Regions from separate parts of the Ovis aries genome. Here region 2 is linked to region 1. Evidence: chromatin contacts called from public Hi-C data. All regions are on one chromosome and are shown on one strand. The core of a region is the stretch at or near the end of the contact, and the rest is flanking DNA. Distances in the headings are between cores, read along the strand shown. Region 1 overlaps TTLL11 (tubulin tyrosine ligase like 11). Region 2 overlaps DAB2IP (DAB2 interacting protein).

What was found. Hi-C and Micro-C count contacts between places; a contact is called where the count stands out from the background.
Region 2: a contact with region 1 is called in a Hi-C map of tail adipose tissue, with 5 times the contacts expected there. The contact joins two enhancer-like sites. A contact is called at or near these places in 5 of 16 Hi-C or Micro-C datasets (hypothalamus, muscle, omental adipose tissue and 1 more).

Annotation. Positions count from the first base shown.
Region 1 is chr3:13,936,827-13,941,883 of ARS-UI_Ramb_v3.0, reverse strand. The region is part of intron 6 of TTLL11 (tubulin tyrosine ligase like 11); the gene reads right to left. Among named protein-coding and RNA genes, the nearest start is that of TTLL11, 150 kb to the right of the region's middle. Within about 2 kb of position 2,248, at least 19 of the 54 cell types and tissues checked have an H3K27ac peak or open chromatin away from gene starts, as enhancers often do. A contact at or near this core is called in tail adipose tissue, where this site is marked.
Region 2 is chr3:14,182,887-14,187,943 of ARS-UI_Ramb_v3.0, reverse strand. All of the region lies in intron 2 of DAB2IP (DAB2 interacting protein), which reads left to right. Among named protein-coding and RNA genes, the nearest start is that of DAB2IP, 110 kb to the left of the region's middle. Within about 2 kb of position 2,748, at least 29 of the 54 cell types and tissues checked have an H3K27ac peak or open chromatin away from gene starts, as enhancers often do. A contact at or near this core is called in tail adipose tissue, where this site is marked.

The DNA.
Region 1 (5,057 bases), core at 999-3,498:
ATCTTGATTCCAGCTTGTGCTTCAGTCAGCCCAGCATTTCACATGATGTACTCTGCATAGAAGTTAAATAAGCAGGGTGACAATATACAGTCTTGACGTACTCCTTTTCCTATTTGGAACCAGTCTGTTGTTCCATGTCCAGTTCTAACTGTTGCTTCCTAACCTGCATATAGGTTTCTCAAGAGGCAGGTCAGGTGCTCTGGTATTCCCATCTCTTTCAGAACTGTTCACAGTTTCTTGTGATCCACACAGTCAAAGGCTTTGGCATAGTCAATAAAGCAGAAATAGATGTTTTTCTGGAACTCTCTTGCTTTTTCCATGATCCAGCGGATGTTGGCAATTTGATCTCTGGTTCCTCTGCCTTTTCTAAAACCAGCTTGAACATCTGGAAGTTCATAGTTCACATATTACTGAAGCCTGGCTTGGAGAATTTTGAGCATTACTTTACTAGCGTGTGAGATGAATGCAATTGTGCGGTAGTTTGAGCATTCTTTGGCATTGCCTTTCTTTGGGATTGGAATGAAAACTGAACTTTTCCAGTCCTGTGGCCACTGCTGAGTTTTCCAAATTTGGTGGCATATTGAGTGCAGCACTTTTACAGCATCATCTTTCAGGGTTTGAAATAGCTCAACTGGAATTCCATCACCTCCACTAGCTTTGTTTGTGGTGATGCTTCCTAAGGCCCACTTGACAACTGAGACTAAGCACAGCAACAGCACACAGGCTCTTCCGTCCATGGAATTATCTCAGCCAAGAATACTGGAGTGGGTTGCCATTTCCTCCTCCAGGGAATCCTCCCGACTCAGGGATCATATTCGTGTCTCCTTTGGCTTCAGCCTTGGCAGGTGGATTCCTTACACAGAGCCAGCAGGGAAGCCCAAAAGATAACTTCAGAGATCAGTCTCTCAGTCGTGTCTGACTCTGCAACCCCGTGGACTGCAGCACTCCAGGCCTCCCTGTCCATCACCAACTCCTAGAGTTTACTCAAACTCATGTCCATTGAGTTGGTGATGCCATCCAACCATCTCATCCTCTGTCGTCCCCTTCTCCTCCCGCCTTCAATCTTTCCCAGTATCAGGGTCTTTTCCAATGAGTCAGCTCTTCCCATCAGGTGGCCACAGTATTGGAGTTTCAGCTTCAGCACCAGTCCCTCCAATGAGTATTCAGGATTGATCTCCTTTAAGATGGACTGGTTGGATCTCCTTGCAGTCGAAGGGACTCTCAAGAGTGTTCTCCAACAGTTTACACCTCAGTAAAATGACAAATGGCTACATCTCACAGATATCCATATTGCCCCAAAATAGTCAAACTTGTACATGTTAAATCCCCAAATGTCCAGAAACTAAAATTTGTATTCATTTGTTGAAATGCCTGTCTGCCCCTGGCAAAGAGAGCACCTCAGAGAAGGGCCACTTCTCTTTGTGCCCATTGCCGTCCCATGACCATGCTTACTGGCACCACAGCGTTTGTTTCCTGCTTTCCCTAGGTGTGTTTATTGAATGTCTGCCCCTCCTTTGGAAAGTGGGCTCCATGAGAGGGGACCTCACGGGGCTGCTTCATGGCTCTGTCCCCTCCCCCTAAAACAGTATCCGGCACACAAAAGGTGTTCAAACAATGCTGGTTGAATAAATGAAAAAAGTGATTCTACAGTCCCACCCATCTCTTTTTTTCATGTCTGATCAAAGAATACAAATCTATCCTCATATTATAAAAATGTAAACAGCTAAGAGTGAGAGAGTTTTTATTTAAAAAATCAAGTTAATATGATGTTTTTGAAATTCCAAATCAAAAGTGACTCTAAGAAATTACCATTTTCCTGGAAGGAGGAACAAACTCTGACCAAATTAATGAAATGATTAATACAGCCTAGGAAGGCTGGTTACACCATGAATAATCATAGAAGAACTAAACTCTTGCCCGTGGGGTAGTTTCAGAATTTGGAACTTCACTGCTGTAGTAGGGAAATATTGAATTTGTTCCTGTAAGTGAACCCAAATGGAATGACAATAGTCTGGGGGAAGTATTAGTGGTATTTAATCTCAGCTACATTTAAAAATTATTTTCATTATTTTCCAGATGCTATTGGACTAAAATACAAATTCCTACATCATAAAAGATGGTCAGTGAAACACAGGCAAGTGGATAGCAACAATACAGAGAAGAGGTTACAGCATAGAACATGGCCAAGGGCCTGGCCAAGGGCCCAGCCTAGGGCTGAGCTTGACCAGTTCTGGCTGCATGACCTGGGGCGGTGACTCAGCTCTCAGAGACCAGAATTTCCTCTTCTGGGAAAACAGTGTCTGCAAAGGTCCTATGAGAATTCAACAAGACAATAATATTTGCAGAGCACCCAGTTCCGCCCAGGTGCCATAAATAGTAATAGTAACACGTAACAGTAACAATGACAACAATCTGTCAAGGATCTCAGAAAAATGCAGCAGCAGCAAAGAACCGGATGTGCTTTGTGCTCCGGGTGGGGAAAAAAACAAAAATTACCATCAGGGTTTCCTCATGGAAAAACTAGCAATTTTAGCAGCCCAATCTGGAGGCCCGTGGTTTAACAAGCAACTAATTAGAAACTGTTGCTCTCTGAACGCTGAGTGACACCTGCTTTTCCAAGTGCGCACACAGACGGAAGTCAAGGGCAAGGGCAATCATTGGCCATGCCCCCTCTGGAAAATGCAGCTGAAAACAAACCCCAGATGATCTCTTTTTTAATAAAATTTTCCCTGAAAGATACTCGGGTTAATAATAGGAACTAAGGAGGTCTTCTGAGGTCCCATCAGTTAATTCCTCACTGCGTCAGACCAGCCCTGCCAGTTCATACTGCGATAATGAAAATGATGAAACCCATGATGATAAGTAAAGGTAAATTATGCAAATAGGCGAAGAGCAGGAACACAGAATGGAGGGGTGGGGGAGGGAGGGGGATCGCGCTGAAGGATGAGTGATTTCAGCTGATCTAACGGACCAATCACAGATGACCCGCATCACAGGAGTGCTGTCCGTTCCCTGACATGTCTCCAGGGTCCTCCCCTCTGCCCTCAAGGCAAACCAAAACCTCCTTGGCCTGGCATTCAGGCCGTTTATAATTCAACCACTGCCAACCATCCTACTGTTTCCCCTCTGCTTCCTGCACATCCCACCTCCTCCATCCCTATATCAAACTATTTACAGTTTTCCCAAACTCACCCTAGGTATAATGTTTTCATTTAGGGTAATATTGGAGAGGGAAATTATTTTAAAAGTCAACATCTAAGTCCTTTAAAGCAACAATCCCCAAACTTTTTTGGCACCAGAGACCAGTGTTTATGGAAGACAATTTTTCCAAGGACCAGGGTCAGGGGTGGGGGGGGGGGCGGGGGCAGATGGTCTGGGGATGATTCAAGCAGATGACATTTACTGTGCACTTTATTTCTATTATTGTCATATCAGTTCCACTTCAGATCATCAGCCATTAGATCCTGGGGACTGGGGGCCTCTGCTTTAAGGAAAGCAGTCCACAATTAATACCACGGAGAGCAAGTCCTGTCATGGGGATTGATCTCCCTGTGGAATTTTTAGAAATTACAACAACATTCCACTTACTGCCTCCCCCAGACATTCTGGTTTAACTAGTCTGAGATGGAGCCCAGGCACATATAAGTTCACCAGCTCCGCTTGAGAACCACTGTTTCAGGTGTTATCCCAACTACCCATTCACATGCTGCGGCCATTATTGGCTGGGCCCCCAGGGCACTGAAGTTTGGGACCCATGACTTAGGTCACCTTGTTGAGTCCTCACCCTCACCATGGATTAGTTCATATGAAGAAACCCCAGTTAAGTAGCCAGTCCTGGGTTAACCCAGCTCTCAAGAGGGGAAAATAAACAGGACGAAAGCCCAGCAATCCCAGGGCTGAAGTTCAGATCTGAAGCATAGCAGCTGCACACTGCCCCCTTGTGGTGGGGAGCTCAGATCTCAGGCATTTTCCAAGCTGGTTGTCACAAACCATCAACAGCTTGAAATGGTAGCAGGAATAAATTTACACCACGGAAATGGGCAAACACTGAGAGTTTTGTTCTGTTCTGGTTTTTGAGAACCAGTTCATAGAACCCCTCTTAACTTCAAGATATCAAAAAAAAAAAAAGAAGGGAAAAATGTCAAATTATGTTTTGTTCTGTTTTTAATTTCAGGAAGCAGGCATTTTGGAAAGACAAATTCCAAACAGTTAAAATTGAAAAAGTTTTTTAGTTTAAAGAGATAAGTCTCAAGTATCTGAAAACACATATCTGGAATTTTTAATCTGACAACACCTGGCTATCAATGCTTTATACATGCTGCTATTTGCTAGGTGCCCCAGACTCAGTGTCAGTGAAAAGGAAAATATAAGTGCAACGAGTTGTCTGAAGGTGCTCCCTGCCTCTGCCAGCGGGGGCACAACACAGAAACATCCTCTGAAACAACCCATCCCTCCGGCAGCCCTGCCTCTGCCTCAGCCACGGGATGTGCAGACTTCCAATATTGGAATGCTAGAGTGGAGCCTCTGAGTAAGGAATAACAGGAGGGCCCAACAGAAATTACCTGCTCTCTGTGGCCTCTCACCACCTCAGCTGAGACCAGCTGCACATGGTCCCCACCGTTCAAGACCCAAGGTGTTTTCCCCTCACAGCATATTCCTGTAATAAGAACAGCTCGATAGCTATAAAGCCTGGTTGTGCTGGTATGATGCTCGTAGAGGATAAAGGAGAGTGTAAACTGAAAAAAGAATAAAGCAGGTTCCTGCTTACTGAGTGCCTACTTTTACAGCCAGGCGCTGAGCTAATCCCTTTCATATATGGTACTCGAACTGACATTTATGGAACGACTATTACGTATCAAGTCCTGTTCCTTGTGATTATCTTACTTAGTCCTTGGGTATTAAAAAGTGTAGTAAGACAGGTAGATAATAAGTAGATAGATACATACACACACAGATACAGTAAACATATAAACTCAGATAGACCTCTGCCTGCTATTGTATGACTCACAGACTAATGGTTTTACATTCTTTCATGGTTGGAAAAAAAAAAACCCTTA
Region 2 (5,057 bases), core at 1,499-3,998, 250 kb before region 1:
ATCCGGGGGCGTTTTGTGTGGCCCCCACCCCGGGGCCATGGGGTCCAGCCACGCAGACTGCAGAGCCTACTGCCGGTTGGATGGAACAGCTCCAAACAGGAGTGCCCGTGGGCAGCTGGGTCTGGCACCATTGGCTGAGCTGACCGGACTATGTTGTCCAGAGAGCTTTCGGATCTGTGAAAGGGGACCCTCATCAGGGACATGGAGAGGGGCAAGATCTGGGGCCCAGGCAGCCTCCCAGCAAGAGCAGGGGCCCATGTGCAGGTGGGTGGGCAGTGTGTCTGCACTGTGGTCACCGGGCTGGACTAGTAGACACTCCATTTTGGGTGTCCTCTGACAAAGTCCGGTCCACCTGGATGTGAGTCCCAGCTCCTTACTGTCTGCATAAGGAGTGGGGCGTGGTCGTAAAGGCTGTTTTGCGCAGTCCTCTGGGTCAGGCCTTCTGCTTAGCCCTCACTGGGTATCATCTGATGATAGATACCATGAGGCATATAACACAAATCCCATTTTTTTTTTAAAGTGACAAAACCAAGCCAGACGGAGAGTGAAGGACTTGCTGAAGCTTGCTCAGCTCGTGAGCCTGGACAATGGAGGTCTTGCAGAGCCTGGCCCACAATGCACAACCCAGTCTCTGCTGGCCAGTGTTGCTAGTCTCTCCATCTAATAGATGAGAACACTGAGGCCCAGAGAGGGGAGGTGCGCTGACCCAGGTCACACAGCAGATCAGGGACGGAGCTGGCATTTGATCTCATCATGTTCTGCCCCTGTCTGCAGCTGCTCTGGCCACCCCTGCCACCCCTCCATGTCAGAAGGGGCATGAGCAGGGCAGATACCCTGGCTCCCCTCTTCCCACCCTGACATATGGCCCCTGAAGGCCTTCCCCTTTTTTAGGGAACCCAGGAACCTGGGAGTGGGGAGCCAGAGCTCAGATGCCTCCTCCCAACCCCATATAGAAATGAAGTGATTGCCTCTGTCACACCAAGTGGCATTTGGGTTGGATTGCAGACATAATTATATCTGAGTCCTCGGGTGGGAATTGTTCCCAAGCCAGGAGGCCCTCTTTGGAAGTGGCGGCAATGGCATCTGTTTCCAACACAAGGCCCTGCCGGGGGATGAGTAACTTTTCTCGTGGAATTGCTTAGGGAACATCTAAAACGAGCCGTGATTGTTCCTGTCCCCCTCCAGCGCCATCAATGGCTGCCAGGAGGGGTGATCTGGCTCCCCCGCCAGCATTGAGGCCCCCAGGCCTGTCCCGGGGTCCTTGCCTCTGTGCAGGCTGGCCCTTCTGCCCATGGTTCCTCCCCATTTCCCTTCCTTGAAAGCTCCTTCCCTCCCCCATACCCACCCCCACCGTGGTTCCTGCAGGCATCCCCACCCCAGGCTCTAGAACACAGAGGCTGTGGCTTAACCATCCACCAGAGAGAGTGGTGACTTTCTTAAGGGTGGTGGCTATTTCTGATTTCTCTGAGCCCTAGGCACAGAGGCAGGGCCTCACCTGTGGCGGGCACTGGAGGGGCTGGTGGGATGAAGATGTGTGAGCGATGAGAGGCGTGAATGCATCCGGTGAGTGAGTGTGGGGTGAGGGGAGTGGGTGAGCTAACACCCCCAGCTCCTGACAGCCCACTACATCTCCGAAGCCCAGTGGCCAACCACTTGGGAGGAGGTCAGGACAAGCCACCCGGACCACCACAGTCTTGCCTTGAAATTGACCTTGCCTCCGCTGCATGGGTTCCCATGATCCCTCAGGGGCAGGCGCCCAGGTGAGCCTGGCCTGTAGATGGTAAATCAACCTAGAAGGAGAAATAGCCTATAAAATCCTCTCCCCAAACGGTGCATTTTGTATCCTGTAGTGAAAAGGGCTTTTAAACGCACTGCTCACTCAGGTGGATTTATGGGGCTGCCCCCTGCTTCTTGCCGCTCCCTCCTGCTCTGGCCTTTGGGAGCACCCTGGGGTCCTGGTGCTCCCTGGTGGCTTGTGGTCCAGGGAGAAATAGGATAGCTCCTCTCCCCTGCCTTGATGCTCCAGGGCTAGCCCTGGCCAGCAAGGTACCTGGGAGGGGGGCGGGGTGAGGCCATCTTACTCAACAGAAGCTCCCCATCCCAGTAGCGCCTGAAGTTCCACCATGAGCATCCTTCCTTCTGGCAAGCTGTTGTCTCCAGAAGGCCCCCTTGTTGTCACCTGCAAATGGGTCACCAGGGAGGGGAAAGATGGCATGCCTAAGCTGGAAAGGGGTTTAGAGATCAGCTAGGCCATCTCCTCATTTTACAGATAGGGAAACTGAGTCACAGAGAGGCTAAGTCGCTTGCTCAGAGCCTCATACTGCAGTAATGGAATGATGGAAGGACTTGAGCTCTGGGGCAGACTACCTGGGTGGAACCCAGCTCTGCCACTTCCTGGCTATGCAATCTTGTGCAAGTAGCTTAACATCTCTGAGCCTCCATTTTCTTATCTGCACACTGGGCTATGAGAATTAGAGTAAGTCATGTAAATTTTTGATATAGTGCCTGAAGCTGAGACAGAGCTTAATAAATACATCTGGCTTACTCTTATTAATGCATTGGAATAGTTCTTGTTACTGTTACTTACAGAGCGGGGTTTTGAATACAGATTTCTTGTCTCTGCGCATGGTTTTCTTGCTACTTCTGCCAGGAAGCCTCTGTTGAGAGCATTCTCTCACACAGAGCGCACAGAGCACAGGACAGAGACGTGCTGATAGGGAGAAGCAGTGAGTCACCCCAGGAAGACTGGCCTGGTGCCAGGGCCTCCGTGACGGGGCTGGTAGGGAGGCAGAGGGAGAGAGTAGAGAGCCTGCTGCAGGGGTGTGGCTCCCGGAGGGAGCTGGTTTTCCCGAAGCCATGTGGCCTCGAGCTGGACTCGCCCAGAGGTCAGGGCTGGCCGAGGGCTTGAAGAGCTGATGCAGTGCATGTGGCCGTCCAGACCTCTGGGGTGGGCTCATGGGGCAGTGAGTCACTCCCGGCTGCTCTGGGTTATCACATTCTTGCTTGAGACAGTAGGAATGAGTGTCTGGCCTCTGGTCACTGATGTCGCTCAGTCCTGGGCACTGGCAGGCACTGGGACGGCCTCTCTGATGTCCTCATTTCCCCCTCCCAGCTTCCCAACTGCATGCCCCCTCCTCTACACTCTCAGGGTTTCTAAGAGCCCCCCTCGACCTGGGCATGCTCTGCATTGGGGAGAGGGTGTGTAACTTGGAGGTCAGAAGACCTGTGATCGCTCCAGGGCCTTCGAAGCCAGTCAGGCCTGCTGCTGTCCTACCTCAGCTCCGTTGCCTGAACTGGGATTCTGCCTGGAATACCCCTTATATGGCTGCCCTGCCCCAGATGATCTCAGCAAGCCCAACCACTGCCTCCCTTTCAGTGTTTCTATTATGCCCTCAAAAGCTGCCTCCTCCAGCAAGTCCACTCATATTGACCCCAAGTGGACCCCCCTAAAAAGCCTCTCAGAGCATATTCTCTGTCTGCCTTCCTCTTTTTTCTTTTATATCATAAATACTCGTTCATTCATTCAGGAAGTATATATGGAATACCTGCGAGGTGTCCAGCGCTGGGGACCCAGGCCACGATGGCCCCCATAATTCCGTAGGGGAGGGAGGTCTGAAGCAGACGTTTAACTACAACTATGATAGGTCTGCAGGGAGATCTCGTTCAATGTGAGGGCATCGGGGAGGCCCCTGAGAAGGCTGAGGAGAGACTGAAGGATGTGCAGGGCCCACTGGGCAGGAGGGGCCTCTGTCCTAGGCAGTAGCAATAGCCTGTGCCAAGGCCCTGTGGCAGGAGCACCGCTGAAGCCCCTGGGATCCAAGCAGGGGGAGATCCTGAGGGGCTTCGGGCCTCACCAGGCAGGTAGGCCTTCACCCCAGGAGCCCTGGGGAACTGTGGAAGGGAGTGCAGCTGGTCCGCGGCAGGATCTCATCTGTTTTTCGAAGGGTCCCTCTGGATGCTCTTGGAGAATGAACAGGGGGAGGGTGGCAGGGTTGGAGGCGGCCAAAGCAGCCAGGAGCCTCCTTCGGGTGCCTAGGAATGGCCTGGGCTACCTCTCCAGCTGGACGGAGGGGCCTTTGAGGGCAGAGAGCCAGCCTTTTTTGGGGTGCAGGAAAGTGGACCAGCCCCCTTCTCCATCACAGGAGCTCTGGGTCCTAGAGATTGCTCTGTGAGCTGCCGCTTTCTCTTTCCTTCTGGCTAATTGCTGGGCTGGCCCCTGGGAGCTGAGCAAAGTCTGAGCGATAAAAACAACGACAGTGACAGTGCTGATGACAGGAGCTAGTATTTCTGCCATGTGCCGGGAAACGGGCTGAGTTCTTTCCATGCATGATCCCACTGACTCATTCCAACAACCTGTGGGATGGCTGCTATCTTTCCCGTTCTACAGAAGAGGAAATAGGCTAGAGCAGTTAGGTCACTGGCCTAGGGCCCACGACGTTAACTGGGGGAAGACTCTGCTACCATGCCTCTTGGGGGAGGGGGAGGGAAAGTAGTGTGTTTCACCCAGAGATTCCTTAGACCTAATCAGCTGCATCACGTGGTGGTGTTTTAGGAGTGGTGATGGACAGAGGGAGAGATGTTTGGGGCAGGGGTCTCCAGCTCTGGGTAGGGGTGTGATCCTGTTGAACAACCTGCCAGGCCTCAAGGCGCCCAGAAACCACACGTTCAGAGAACTGTGAAGACAGTTACCAGGGTGCAAGAGAAGCAAGTAGGTCGTCCTCGGAGACTGGCACAAGATGAGACCCGCCTGATTGTGGAGACCACTACAGGGAGCCAGTTTCTCCCCTCCGGCCCAAGGTCTGGGCTCCTGGCTCTTTGTGCTTACCCGGCCACTCTCGTGAGCGCATGTGGGCTGGTGGGTTTGGCCTGGCCGTCAGTGTAGCTCTGTGAGTGCCTGATGACAGCTGAGTATGTGTGTCAATGTGTGAGCCTGTCCCAGTATATTTGTATGTTTACTTGTGTGTTTCATGGTAGTGTGTATTTATGTGTGTGTTGGTTGGTGTGCACATGCATTTGTGTGTATATCTGGTGGTGCCGGGGAGACCTGTTCTGATCAT